Linked DNA regions of Triticum aestivum: region 2 is linked to region 1. A link is a contact called in public HiCAR-type data. All regions are on one chromosome and are shown on one strand. Each heading gives the region's core, a stretch centred on a gene start, on an enhancer-like site or on the middle of the called end of the contact. The rest is flanking DNA. Distances are from core to core; before and after follow the strand shown. Region 1 holds the start of LOC123122977. Region 2 holds the start of LOC123122981.

Region 1 (5,965 bases), core at 2,255-4,754:
CGAAAGTATGGCACCTCTGCGATCTGCACACGTTCGGCTCGGTGACGTCCCACGAACTCACGATCCAGCAGAGTGTCGAGGGAGAGCTTCGTCAGCACAACGGCGTGATGACGGTGATGATGAAGCTACCGGCGCAGGGCTTCGCCTAAGCACTACGACGATATGACCGAGGTGAATTATGTTGGAGGGGGGCACCGCACACGGCTAAGAGATCAATGATCAACTTGTGTGTCCTAGGGTGCCCCCTGCCCCCATATATAAAGGAGTAAGGGGGGAGGCCTGCCGGCCCTTGGGGCGCGCCAGGAGAGGAGTCCTCCTCCTAGTAGGAGTAGGACTCCCCTTTCCTAGTCCTACTCCTACTAAGAGGGGGAAAGGAAGGAGGAGAGGGAGAAGGAAAGGGGGGCGCCGCCCCCCCTTGCCTAGTCCAATTCGGACCAGAGGGGGAGGGGGCGCGCGGCCTGTCCTGGCCGGCCCTCTCTCTCTCTACCAAGGCCCATGTGGCCCATTAGTTCCCCCGGGGGTTTTCGGTAACCCCCTGGCACTCCGGTTTTCTCCGAAATCACTTGGAACACTTCCGGTGTCCGAATATAGCCGTCCAATATATCAATCTTTATGTCTCGGCCATTTCGAGACTCCTCGTCATGTCCGTGATCACATCCGGGACTCTGAACTACCTTCGGTACATTAAAACACATAAACTCATAATACCGATCGTCACCGAATGTTAAGCGTGCGGACCCTACGGGTTCGAGAACTATGTAGACATGACCGAGACACGTCTCCGATCAATAACTAATAGCGGAACCTGGATGCTCATATTGGCTCCCACATATTCTACGAAGATCTTTATCGGTCAAACCGCATAACAACATACGTTGTTCCCTTTGTCATTGGTATGTTACTTGCCCGAGATTCGATCGTCGGTATCTCAATACCTAGTTCAATCTCATTACCGGCAAGTCTCTTTACTCGCTCTGTAATGCATCATCCCGCAACTAACTCATTAGTCACATTGCTTGCAAGGCTTATAGTGATGTGCATTACCGAGAGGGCCCAGAGATACCTCTCCGACAATCGGAGTGACAAATCCTAATCTCGATCTACGCCAACTCAACAAGTACCATCGGAGACACATGTAGAGCACCTTTATAATCACCCAGTTACGTTGTGACGTTTGGTAGCACACAAAGTGTTCCTCCGGTATTCGGGAGTTGCATAATCTCATAGTCATAGGAACATGTATAAGTCATGAAGAAAGCAATAGCAACATACTAAACGATCATGTGCTAAGCTAACGGAATGGGTCAAGTCAATCACATCATTCTCTAATGATGTGATCTCGTTAATCAAATGACAACTCATGTCTATGGCTAGGAAACTTAACCATCTTTGATTCAATGAGCTAGTCAAGTAGAGGCATACTAGTGACACTCTGTTTGTCTATATATTCACACATGTACTAAGTTTCCGGTTAATGCAATTCTAGCATGAATAATAAACATTTCTCATGATATAAGGAAATATAAATAATAACTTTATTATTGCCTCTAGGGCATATTTCCTTCACGTCTGTGTTACCAATCTGTCCGAGGACACCCACGAGCCCGACGTTCTCGAGTTGTTTCGCACGTTTGGCCTGGTCAGCTTGTGTCTGTTGCGGTGGACCAGAAGACGGGATCAAGCAGGGGCTTTGGCTTTGTCAACTGTTTCCACAGGGAAGATGCTGAGAATGCCATCAGCAAGCTCAATGGGTATGGTTATGATAACCTCATCCTCCATGTTGAGTGGGCAACACCCAGCCTAGCTAGTTACTGCCCACTATCATTCAGTCTTCCTGCAAGTGTCCTTTTAGTATAGTATTTGAAATGGTATTTTCGTGTCTCTGAACTCGGTGTCTGTGCTTTGCATGGTTGAGAGTAAACCATCACTCTCCCGTTGTTCTCACCAACCGTCCAAACTTGGATGTTGTATGGATTGGATGATAGTTTCGTACTTTTGTCAAGTTCTGTATTGCTTTTGCTTTGTTTGGTTACCAGTTGAATTATCCTTGAGCTAGCCACTGGTTTCTAGGTACACAGGCAAGCATACGGGAGAATATCCAGTGATACTAAGACCCACATGCTCCGAAGCTATGATTAACAAAAACTAATTTAAGTTTCAAAAAATTCTGAAAACAATCGTTAATGTTCACAAGGAATGTGTCTACAAACCTAAAAATTTCAGTTTCAAATTCAAAATGCACATTCAGAAACAAAGAAGCAAATCCAAACGTGAATTCTGAAATTTTGCTTTTGTCTTTTCATGACACTATTCATATTTATCATTTGTTTCCCAATGTCTATTTCAAATTTCAAGCTGATTTTCTTAGGGATTGTAGTCACATACGTTGTGAACGTTCACAAAATACTTGAAACATTTGGATTTGTTTTTTCAAACTACGTATCATGGGAGTGATCACTTCATACTTTCCCACAAGCATACCTTGTTCATTCAATGCTTATTCCTCTGTAGAGTGAGTCCGCGTTTTGTCTCTTGCGGATCATTGAGACTCTACAAGACACCCCTGGCAAAAAAAAATTCTCCTGAGATGCTTAGGGCATCTTCAAAGCAGACCCTCAAATCACCCGTAAACGTTCAGACCGTGCTGTCCGGACGTAATTTGCCATCCAGCGCCGTCCGACATCGGTCCATGGACCAGTCTGCTTGTTTGTTTCCCGCAAATCAAAAACAAACTAGGGGACTCTGCGGGGGTCCAAACCATAGCTATGTAGGACCGTGGCACCGTCGTCCCACTCAAAGGGGACAACTAGAACATATGTGCTAGTTGAATGCAAGTTTGAACTATTTTAAATACTTATTTGGATTGTAATAATTAAATTAGAACTACTATTGCATTTGAATATTTTCAATCTTTGATGATTTGATATGCTGCTATTTTGAGCTCGCGAATATTTTTTGAAAGAGGCGGAAATTTTAGGGGATAAGGTTGGATGACTGACTTCCACATCACTGCCCGTGGACTAGTCTGGATCAGTCTACAGACAAATATCGTGTCCGTAGTGATGGTCAACTTTGGAGATCTACGTCAGCAGTGTATACTCCCCTGTGCGGCTGGGCCCTTCGATGGCCCCGATCCTATCAAGGTCGGTATGGCAAAATCATCATGCCATTGCTTGGTGCTACATTTCATTTAGCAGTATCTTTTAACACCGGCTCATTCAATGTGGAGGAAATCCAAACTCAGGAATTAGGAGTGCACAAGAATTTGATAGAATGACATTTGCCATTCCAAGGAATTGTCTTGACTTGTTCCTACGTAAAAAAAAATGAGCTTTACGTGGATGCGATGTGTAGTTTCCTCCAAAAACACAGGAAACGAATAGTATTTCTATGAAATTCCTGTAAGCATTTCTTACAAACCCAATGCATCTATTCTTGTGTGTGTGTTTTTCTATGAAAATTCTCCAAACAGAATGAGGCCAAACCCAGTTCTCAACCTGCTTTCTGGGTGTTGTGGGAATGCGGGTCTTTGGCCCAGCAAGACAACGGCGCAGCTAGTCTTCAGGTGGGGCCTCCAGAGAAGAACTTGTAGCAGTGAAAGCTCGCCCTTGGAACGGAAAAGAAAACCCTAACCCCTACCCACCCCCTTGGCGGCGCCCGATTGAACGGCCGCCGTGAAAGCTCGCCGGAGTCGTCTATGACCGAATAACAACCACCACCAGAATGAAAACCTACCACGGGGTTTCCCCAGGCGGCCGCCGCAGCCGTTCTCAAATCGGCGCGAGCGAGGAAGCCGCCGAAATGGCCGGCGCTCGCCGCAGTCGCCGCCGCTCCCAGATCGCGGTGACCCGCCCCAGTCGCCGTAGCCGCTCCCAAATCGGGGCGAGCGAGGAGGATGATGGGCTGGTCCGCCCCGGCCGCCGCCGCCGCTCCCAAATCGGGGCGAGCGAGGATCGCCGCCGCCGCCGCCGCACCTCTCCGGAGGCGCCTGTCCCTCTGCCGGGCGACGGCGATACGCCGCGGAACGGCCGTCGTCCCCCCGCCCCGTGCGAGTCGCTGCCGTTGGATATGCTTTGGGAGATCCTTCTCCTTCTGCCACCGCAGCCGTCGTCCCGCCTGCTCGCGTCCTTGGTCTCCAGGCGCTGGCGAGGCCTCGCCACCGACCCCAACTTCATCCGCCAGTTCCAAGCCCGCCGCAGGAGCTGGAAGCCGCCCCTGCTCGGCTTCTTCGAGCGCCGACGGAAGATCGTGTTCAACCAGGACATCCTGCACCCTCCCGACCGTGTCCCTGCTGAGCGCATCCACATCCCGTTCGGCATGGCCTCCCGTGGCTTTGAAGTTTTGGGGTGCCGTGGCGGCCGCGTGCTTGCCTTGCACCGGGTGTTAAGGCAGCTTATTGTGTTCGCCCCCATCACCGGTGAGCAGCGCTACCTGGCTGTTCCTGCCGAATTCGGGCCGCCGTCCATCCTCTACGGGGCGGTGCTCTGTGCTGCTGGCGAGCAGGACCATGTGCACGGCCACTGTCATTGCAGCCCTTTCAAGGTTGTCCTGGTGTCCCACAGAAGAGATCATCAACCACAGGCCTGTGTTTTTTCCTCGGAGACTGACACATGGAGCAATATCATATCAACAAAGTATCCATGCGAGCTCCATGGTGATAGTGTTCCCGCGACCCTTATTGGTAATACACTCTATTGGCTGCTTTCGTGCAATGCCATATTTTGGTTTGATTTGGATATGCAGAGCCTAGCTGTCATCATGGGGCCTCCTGGTATGAATGAATCTGGCAACTATAGGATCATCAAGCCTGAGGACGGCGCCGATGGCCTAGCCATAGCCATATTCCTCTTCCCGAACCTTCAGATCTGGCAGAGGGTGATTAACTCTCAGGGTATTGCCACATGGTTTTTGCGGAAGACTGTTGAAATGCATAGCACTCTTGGGATCCCTCATCAGACTAGGAGGAAGGTGTGGCAAGACAAAGTGCTGGGGTATGATGAAGATAACGATGTGATCATCCTCTATGTGGATGACAGTGCCTACATGCTTGAACTTAAGCAAATGCAATCCAGGAAACTTAATGGAACCCGTTCTATGAAACAATGTCATCCTTTCACGAGTTTCTATCCGCCAGGTAATTCCTCATTCTTAGTATATTTATATCATAGAGTAACCCAATCTAGTTATGTTCTGTACAAGATTGCTTGAATACAGATATTGTGATTCTGAAATTTTCACCTATAACTTGTATCGAGTAAGCAATTGTCGCTGATAAAACTTATCTAACACCAAATTTGATGTCAAATGAGTGAGTTAGCTGGCAAGTTTGAAACCTCAAAGCTGGTTATACTTTTATCTCTTAATATCTGTTCTGATCTTGTTATTAATCGTAATTCCATAAAAACAACTTCTGTTGAATCCATACTTTGTGAAATAACTGTGATTTTGTCATTCATGACCCCTTCTGCTGGTGCGTATTACATTTGTAGCACATAGGATAAATTGAATTTCTTGTCTCGGGATCCTTTTTATTTAAGACAGAATACTTGACATCTGCTGGTGCCCTTGGTTGGCCGTCTATACCGGCACTTCTTTGATTCGGACACGCTCCTGGAGCTGTGTCTCCTTCCAGCTCCTTGGGCTCACTGGCGACCCTGCTGTCCGGTCCCGTTGGCCTGGATCTGCCCTCCCCTCCAGATCCTGGCTCGTCTGGGTCTACGGCCACCTTCACATCCCCTTCCTGCGGTCGCGGTTCCGGCCTATGCCCGACTTCCTCTTCTCTGATTTGTGCTCTGATGGCTTGGGATTGCATCCCTGCTTCCTATGCTGGCAGCGGCGACCCACGGGTGCCGTCCCCTTCTTGGAGGCACTGCCATGGCCTTTATCTATGGCCCTCTTCTAGCATCAGGGGAAACCCTAGGTCCAGTTATGTGGATCGGACGGCGACGCCATCTCGGTGTCGTTC
Region 2 (5,965 bases), core at 2,408-4,907, 190 kb before region 1:
GAGGTTTCAGGCATGTACCGGAGTACCGAGGGGTTACCAGAACCCCCGAGGGAGTATATTGGGCCTAATGGGCCCTAGTGGGAGAAGAGGAGGGGCGGCCATGGCAGCCGCGCCCCCCCTCCCCCTCTAGTATGAATTGGACAAGGAGGGGGGCGGCGCCCTTCTTTTTTTTTCTCTTCCTCTCTCCCTTCCTTCCCTTCTCCTACTCCTACTAGGAAAGGAGGAGTCCTACTCCCGGTGGGAGTAGGACTCCCCCCTTGGTGCGCCCTCCTCCTGGCCGGCCGCCTCCCCCCTAGCTCCTTTATATACGGGGGCAGGGGGGCACCCCAAGGCACAACAATTGATGATTGATCTCTTAGCCGTGTGCGGTGCCACCCTCAACCATAATCCACCTCGGTAATATCGTAGTGGTGCTTAGGTGAAACTCTGCGTCGGTAGCATCATCATCACCGTCACCACGCCTCGTGCTGGCGAAGCTCTTCCCGGAAGCTCTACTGGATTGTGAGTTCGCGGGACGTCACCGAGCTGAACGTGTGCTGAACGCGGAGGTGCCGTACGTTCGGTGCTGAGGATCGGTCGATCGTGAAGACGTACGACTACATCAACCGTGTTGTTGTAACGCTTCCGCTTACGGTCTACGAGGGTACGTAGACGACACTCTCCCCTCTCCTTGCTATGCATCACCATGATCTTGCGTGTGTGTAGGATTTTTTTTGAAATTAGTACGTTCCCCAACAAGGAGACCTTATGGCTGGCTATTGGTGTGGCGACTTCGACATCTTTTTTCGTGTTGTTCTGTGGCATGATCCAGTTTCTCCAACACTCTGTGCTGATGGTGATGCATTGCAAGCCTGTTCTGTATGGGGTGATGCTCCAGTATACAATGGTTCAACGATTTTTAAATCTCGTCTCAAGTGGCGAGCGGCTATTGCGGTCTTCAAAATCTGGTATGGCGAGGGCATTCACAGGTTTCGTTTTTCTTTGCTGTTGGTTCAGTGTAATTCTTAATCTCTGGCCGGCGGTGTACAATCAAAGAAAGAAAAAGACTAGTATGCTTTTTAATAGTGTAATTTTATTTTGTACAAGTCGTTCTACGTTCACTTGTCTATTCTTTGTACTGGCCTTTGTTTTTCTTAATATTAACCAGATCTAAGATATCTTTTGGGTGCTTTTATTCAAAAACAAAACAAAAACATGAGCAGGCATGTTCTTCATACCGGTTGTTTGTGTCACGATGATGAAAGTGATAGAAGCACCATCAGGCGGCGGGATAAACTAACACATGCGGATGGGATATTTTGGTTCATGTTGGATAATATGTCTGGAAACGATATTTACTAACCAATATGTTATATTTATATCCGTAGAGCCCTAAAACTGATATATCAGTCTATATCGGTCGTATCGGCTTAGATTTAAAAACTCGGTGTAGAGACTCCTGACTGCTCTGTCAATCTCTAGAAATTCCCCCCTTTTTTGACAGTTTTAAGCATCATTAGTACTCCGTATTTGTTGGTAGTATCTTTTCAGTTGCAAACCGGAGATTCCCGAAGACAGCGTTAAAATCACACGCCGTGTCTGCAGTGGGTGTCGTTCACCAAGAGGGAACAGAACACCACGAAATTTTCTTGCGAATAAAAAGAACACTACGAAATTTGGAGTTTGAAAAACAAAAGACGCCAAAAAAATGGATCACCCCAGTTACCGGGCCGTGGTTGCTTAAATACGGGCTGTGAGGCCAGCCCATGTATCCGCAAGGCCATCGATCGGCAAAGTTTCGCAAGTGTACAAGTGAGCCCAGCAAGTGAAGCCTGCCAGGCTATATAGAAAACCCGGCGCCCTCGCGACCCGACCTCCTCATTCTAGCCAGGCGAGAGCAAAAGGTAGGGTTTCCAGTTGCAAGCCGCCCCGCCGCCGCCGCCATGGGACACTCGAACGTCTGGAACTCGCACCCCAAGAACTACGGCCCCGGATCCAGGGTTTGGTAATGATCCTCTCTCTACTCCCTACTCTTGATCGATTGGGAACTTGTACCCCGCCCTCTCCTAGATCGGTAGCAAGAGGCGGTTCCATGTCCGCACCTGTAGATCCGTGGCGCAATCTCGTAGCTTAGCTCTAAATCTTATATGCTCGTGTTCGATGTGCATGATTCATGCGCCTTGGATTGTTTGATGGTTTTATGTCGTGACGCGTGGTGGTTTGGATCTTTTCTTGCAGCCGTGTCTGCGGCAACTCGCATGGCCTGATCCGCAAGTACGGGCTGATGTGCTGCAGGCAGTGCTTCCGCAGCAACGCCAAGGACATCGGCTTCATCAAGGTATGCGCCGCCACACTGTCCGTGGATTTCCTGAATCTGTGCCTGAATTTGATGGCTGCCGAGTAATACTAGTATATGTCACCATGCTTTGCTTTGAATAATATATATGCTCTGTCTACAAGGCCTCTCTTGGTATGGTCAAGCAGTTTTAGCCTCTCTTGGCATTTGTTGGTACATACTGTGGTGTAATGTGTGACATCTTAGATTCATCTATTCAAAATAGATGTGTGTGTTGCTCCTCTTGCCAGAGTAAACCTGGTCAAGTTTTGCAATCATCACCTCATGTTTTGCCTTGCAATGTTTTGTATCTGTTTGATCAGTGTGCAATTTCTATTAACCATAAGGCATCTTGGAACTGACAGAGTTGTGCATGACTACATGATACTAGCTCCGTTTGTTGCTCCCACCAATATAAGTCTTGCTCTGTTGCATCTGTCCCCAGTTTCAACTATTTACTAACCCTTAACTGCCAAGTATTTTTTGAGCATACGGGCCCATTTCAATGCATAACACATTGAGTGTATTGCAATTGTGCAAATATCTATTAAGTAGGTATATATTTACACAACTACTTTATGATTTAGTAGAAAATTGAGATGATTGAAAAATGTTGTTTCCATTTCCACTTTTGTCTGATTAACTGTAGGTTTTATGCTTCAATTTTTGGGTTTGGGTAAATTATTTTTCAGATTCATATGCTATTGTGCCTGAATACCTGAATGTTTGTGTGCGACTAATTTCCTGTATGCCTTTTATTTTGCATATCAAAATCTCTTTATACTGATCTCTGAATCTGCACTCTTATTTAACAGTACCGTTAAGAATGGAAACCTCAAAGGAAGCAAGGGCTAGGAAATTATCAACGAACTGTGGTGCTTCATCAAGTCTGATCTTTATCCTATAAGCTATGTAATGAACTACTATTAATGTTTGAATCCTGGTGACAAAACCATGAAACCATGTTAGTGACTGCTGTTTGAGCATGTGAAACCGATAATTCTGTTCCTGTCGTGCCATTATGGTTAGAAGGTTGCTCTGCATCCTTATATTTTTATTATTTTGTGAAGGCCGGCCATGCTTTGTTTTGATGCTCTAATTTTATATTCCTCGTTTTCATACTTGGCTTCTGTTCTTAATCAGTCTCTGCTGTGCTCTACTATCCCCTCTGTGGTTGTTTATGATCTTTGTTTGTTGAACAGTTGTCCTTAGCTGCCCTGACTTTGCTTAAGCTAGAAAATGTGTCTGTAATTGTTAAATGGTCATCTATAACACTTGTCAATGCTGAGCTTCTCTTGAGTATTAGGTGCGGGTCAAAACAAGCATTAGTGGAATTATTCGTTGGTCACAGAAAAACCGCCCAAATTGTTAAATGGTCATCTATATGAATTCGATGCGCGACTGTCCTGCTACCGCCCATATTTTGCCACCCAGATGGTTAGAAATCGTCGGAGGCCAACAATTTCTTGCCACCCTCTTGTTCTAATCGTGAAAAACCTGGAGCATCCAATGGCAGATCTGACAGCCAACGATGCCAAATGATACCTGTATCCCACTCATAATTTGAGCATGTATCACATCGTCAAAATCGAGCGTCTCCAGGGGTTAGGTGTGCTTTCTGCTGTCCTTTTGTATTTGTGCGTGAACAAGCATGAGTGGAATTATTCCTTCGTCACCTCCTGAATAAAGTAGAATTCTTAGTGTACCTCAAAAAAGAGAATAGAAAGCTTTCCCTCAAAAAAAAAGAGAGTAGAAAGCTTTCCCTCAAAAAAAAAGAGAGTAGAAAGCTTTCACTCAAAAAAAGAGAGTAGAAAGCTTAGTGATACGATTGCATATGAATTTGATGCGTGATCTAGGAGTAGGATGCATGGATGCTTCGTACTCCCTCCGTTCCTAAATATTTGTCTTTTAGGAGATTTCAAATGGACTATCACATACGGATGTATATAGACATATTTTATAATGTAAATTCACTCATTTTGCTTCGTATGTAGTCACTTGTTGAAATCTTTAGAGAGACAAATATTTAGGAACAGAGGGAGCAGAAACAGGTATCTGATATGGATATCTACCCCCTGATCATCAGGGAATATAAACTATTTAAAACAAGAGTTAAATACACTATGAGTGCCTAAACTTGTTCTGTGCGGTCAGTTTAGTGCCTAGACTTGCAAAATACACAAAAGTGGTGCCGCAACTTGTCCCGTGGTTCAAATACAGTGCCTCCAGACGTATTCCGCGGTGTGCACCACCCGCGTGGCACGCCAGCGTGTCATTGGCCCACATGTCAGTGGCTCGGGGCGACATAGAGGCTGGGTGAGGCGCACAGCCTGGCTGTTAAGCAGAAAACCCCCTGGGCTTTAATTAATTCTCTCAAAAAAGCCCCTGTAACGGCGGGAACAGGGACCGTGTTTAGTTTTTCTATTTGGTACCCTTAATCCCGTGCTCCTTCGCTCAGAGTCCCCACCGTTTCGTATCCCTTTCCTTTCCTCTCCCTCAGTCTCGATCAGTCCAAGGCGGAGGTGGTGCGGCGCGGCACGGCGGCCGGCGACGGAGGCGATGGATGGCCCGTGTCGTCGACGTCCTGGCGAGGCAGTTCCTATCGTCGCTCTGTTCCTCCTTCTCAATTTTCTCGCGCCTGTACGACGTAATCACAGGGTAGGGTTAACCACTGTAATGGGCTTCGATTTCTCGTGGTTGATGTTCATCTTATCCGTGTTATTTACAAGATGCGGATTGCTGTGGACGGCATTGGGCCCTTTTCACGTCAAAATAGGGCTAGGGTTTATTTGGGGGTTATCAGTCAGCGCACTTTTTCTCTGAAAGGGGATGGTCTTGGTTATGTGGCCATCGAAACAGGGTATAGAAGTGCTATGATTCCTCTAGTTAAATTGATTCAGATTAGTACTGGAGCTGTAGTGTGATTCATGTAGTAAATTTGAATGGTGTTCACTGAATGTGCGCGGACTCTGAATGTGTCAACTCTGTTAACTGAATTTGTGCAGTACATTTAACTGAATTTGTCTAAATGTGTGCAGTGCATTTAACTGAAGTTATGCGCAGTATGTTAACTGAATATGTCTGAATGTTTGCAGTACATTTAACTGAATTTTTCTCAATGTGTGCAATGCATTTAACTGAAAGTATGTGCTATTTCATAATGCAGGGCAATTTGATGGACTGTTTTCAGTTGAGATACATCACAAAGGTTTTTTGTGTGGAAGTGATAGCAACATGACCTACATGGATCAAGAAGTGGACTGGTTTGATAGCTGCGACAGTGATACTTGGTCAGTTCTATGGATTGATGTTTTTCTTCTCCAATTGGGCTATGACAGTGCTGTGTCCAAGATAGATGTGTATTGGAGCAAACCTGGAAAGTCTTTGTGTGATGGCCTTCAGTTGATTGCATGTGATGCACACATTGTCCTTATGATTGCTGCAACAGTGGATCACAAGAACTTGGTCTTGCTTGTAGACCATGGTGACACCCTGGAGTCAGTAACTGATGATGATGTGTTGGTAGAGGGGATGCCTGAGCTGCCAAGGGTTATTACTCCAGTTAAGTCAGCAAAGGGAAAAGAAAATGTGGACAACTTTGAGAAACCAGAAATTGCAACAGAGATGAGATGTAACTACAAGAAAGCAAAG

What was found. HiCAR-type assays count read pairs that join an accessible place to other places.
Region 2: a HiCAR-type map of leaf shows a contact between it and region 1, with 9 times the contacts expected there. The contact joins the promoter of LOC123122981 here to the promoter of LOC123122977 in region 1. A contact is called at or near these places in 1 of 5 Hi-C or Micro-C datasets (leaf) and 1 of 1 datasets of contacts at active chromatin or transcription factors (leaf).

What each region holds. Positions count from the first base shown.
Region 1 is chr5D:481,792,398-481,798,362 of IWGSC CS RefSeq v2.1, reverse strand. LOC123122977 reads left to right here and starts at 3,504. Exons shown (of 2, transcript XM_044543366.1): 1 at 3,504-5,134. The coding sequence starts at 3,724.
Region 2 is chr5D:481,981,066-481,987,030 of IWGSC CS RefSeq v2.1, reverse strand. It overlaps LOC123122981, which reads left to right and starts at 3,657. Exons shown (of 4, transcript XM_044543370.1): 1 at 3,657-4,972; 2 at 5,481-5,965. The coding sequence starts at 5,549. It overlaps LOC123122982 (40S ribosomal protein S29-like), which reads left to right and starts at 1,821. Exons shown (of 3, transcript XM_044543371.1): 1 at 1,821-1,984; 2 at 2,218-2,317; 3 at 3,130-3,435. The coding sequence starts at 1,923. The coding sequence ends at 3,138.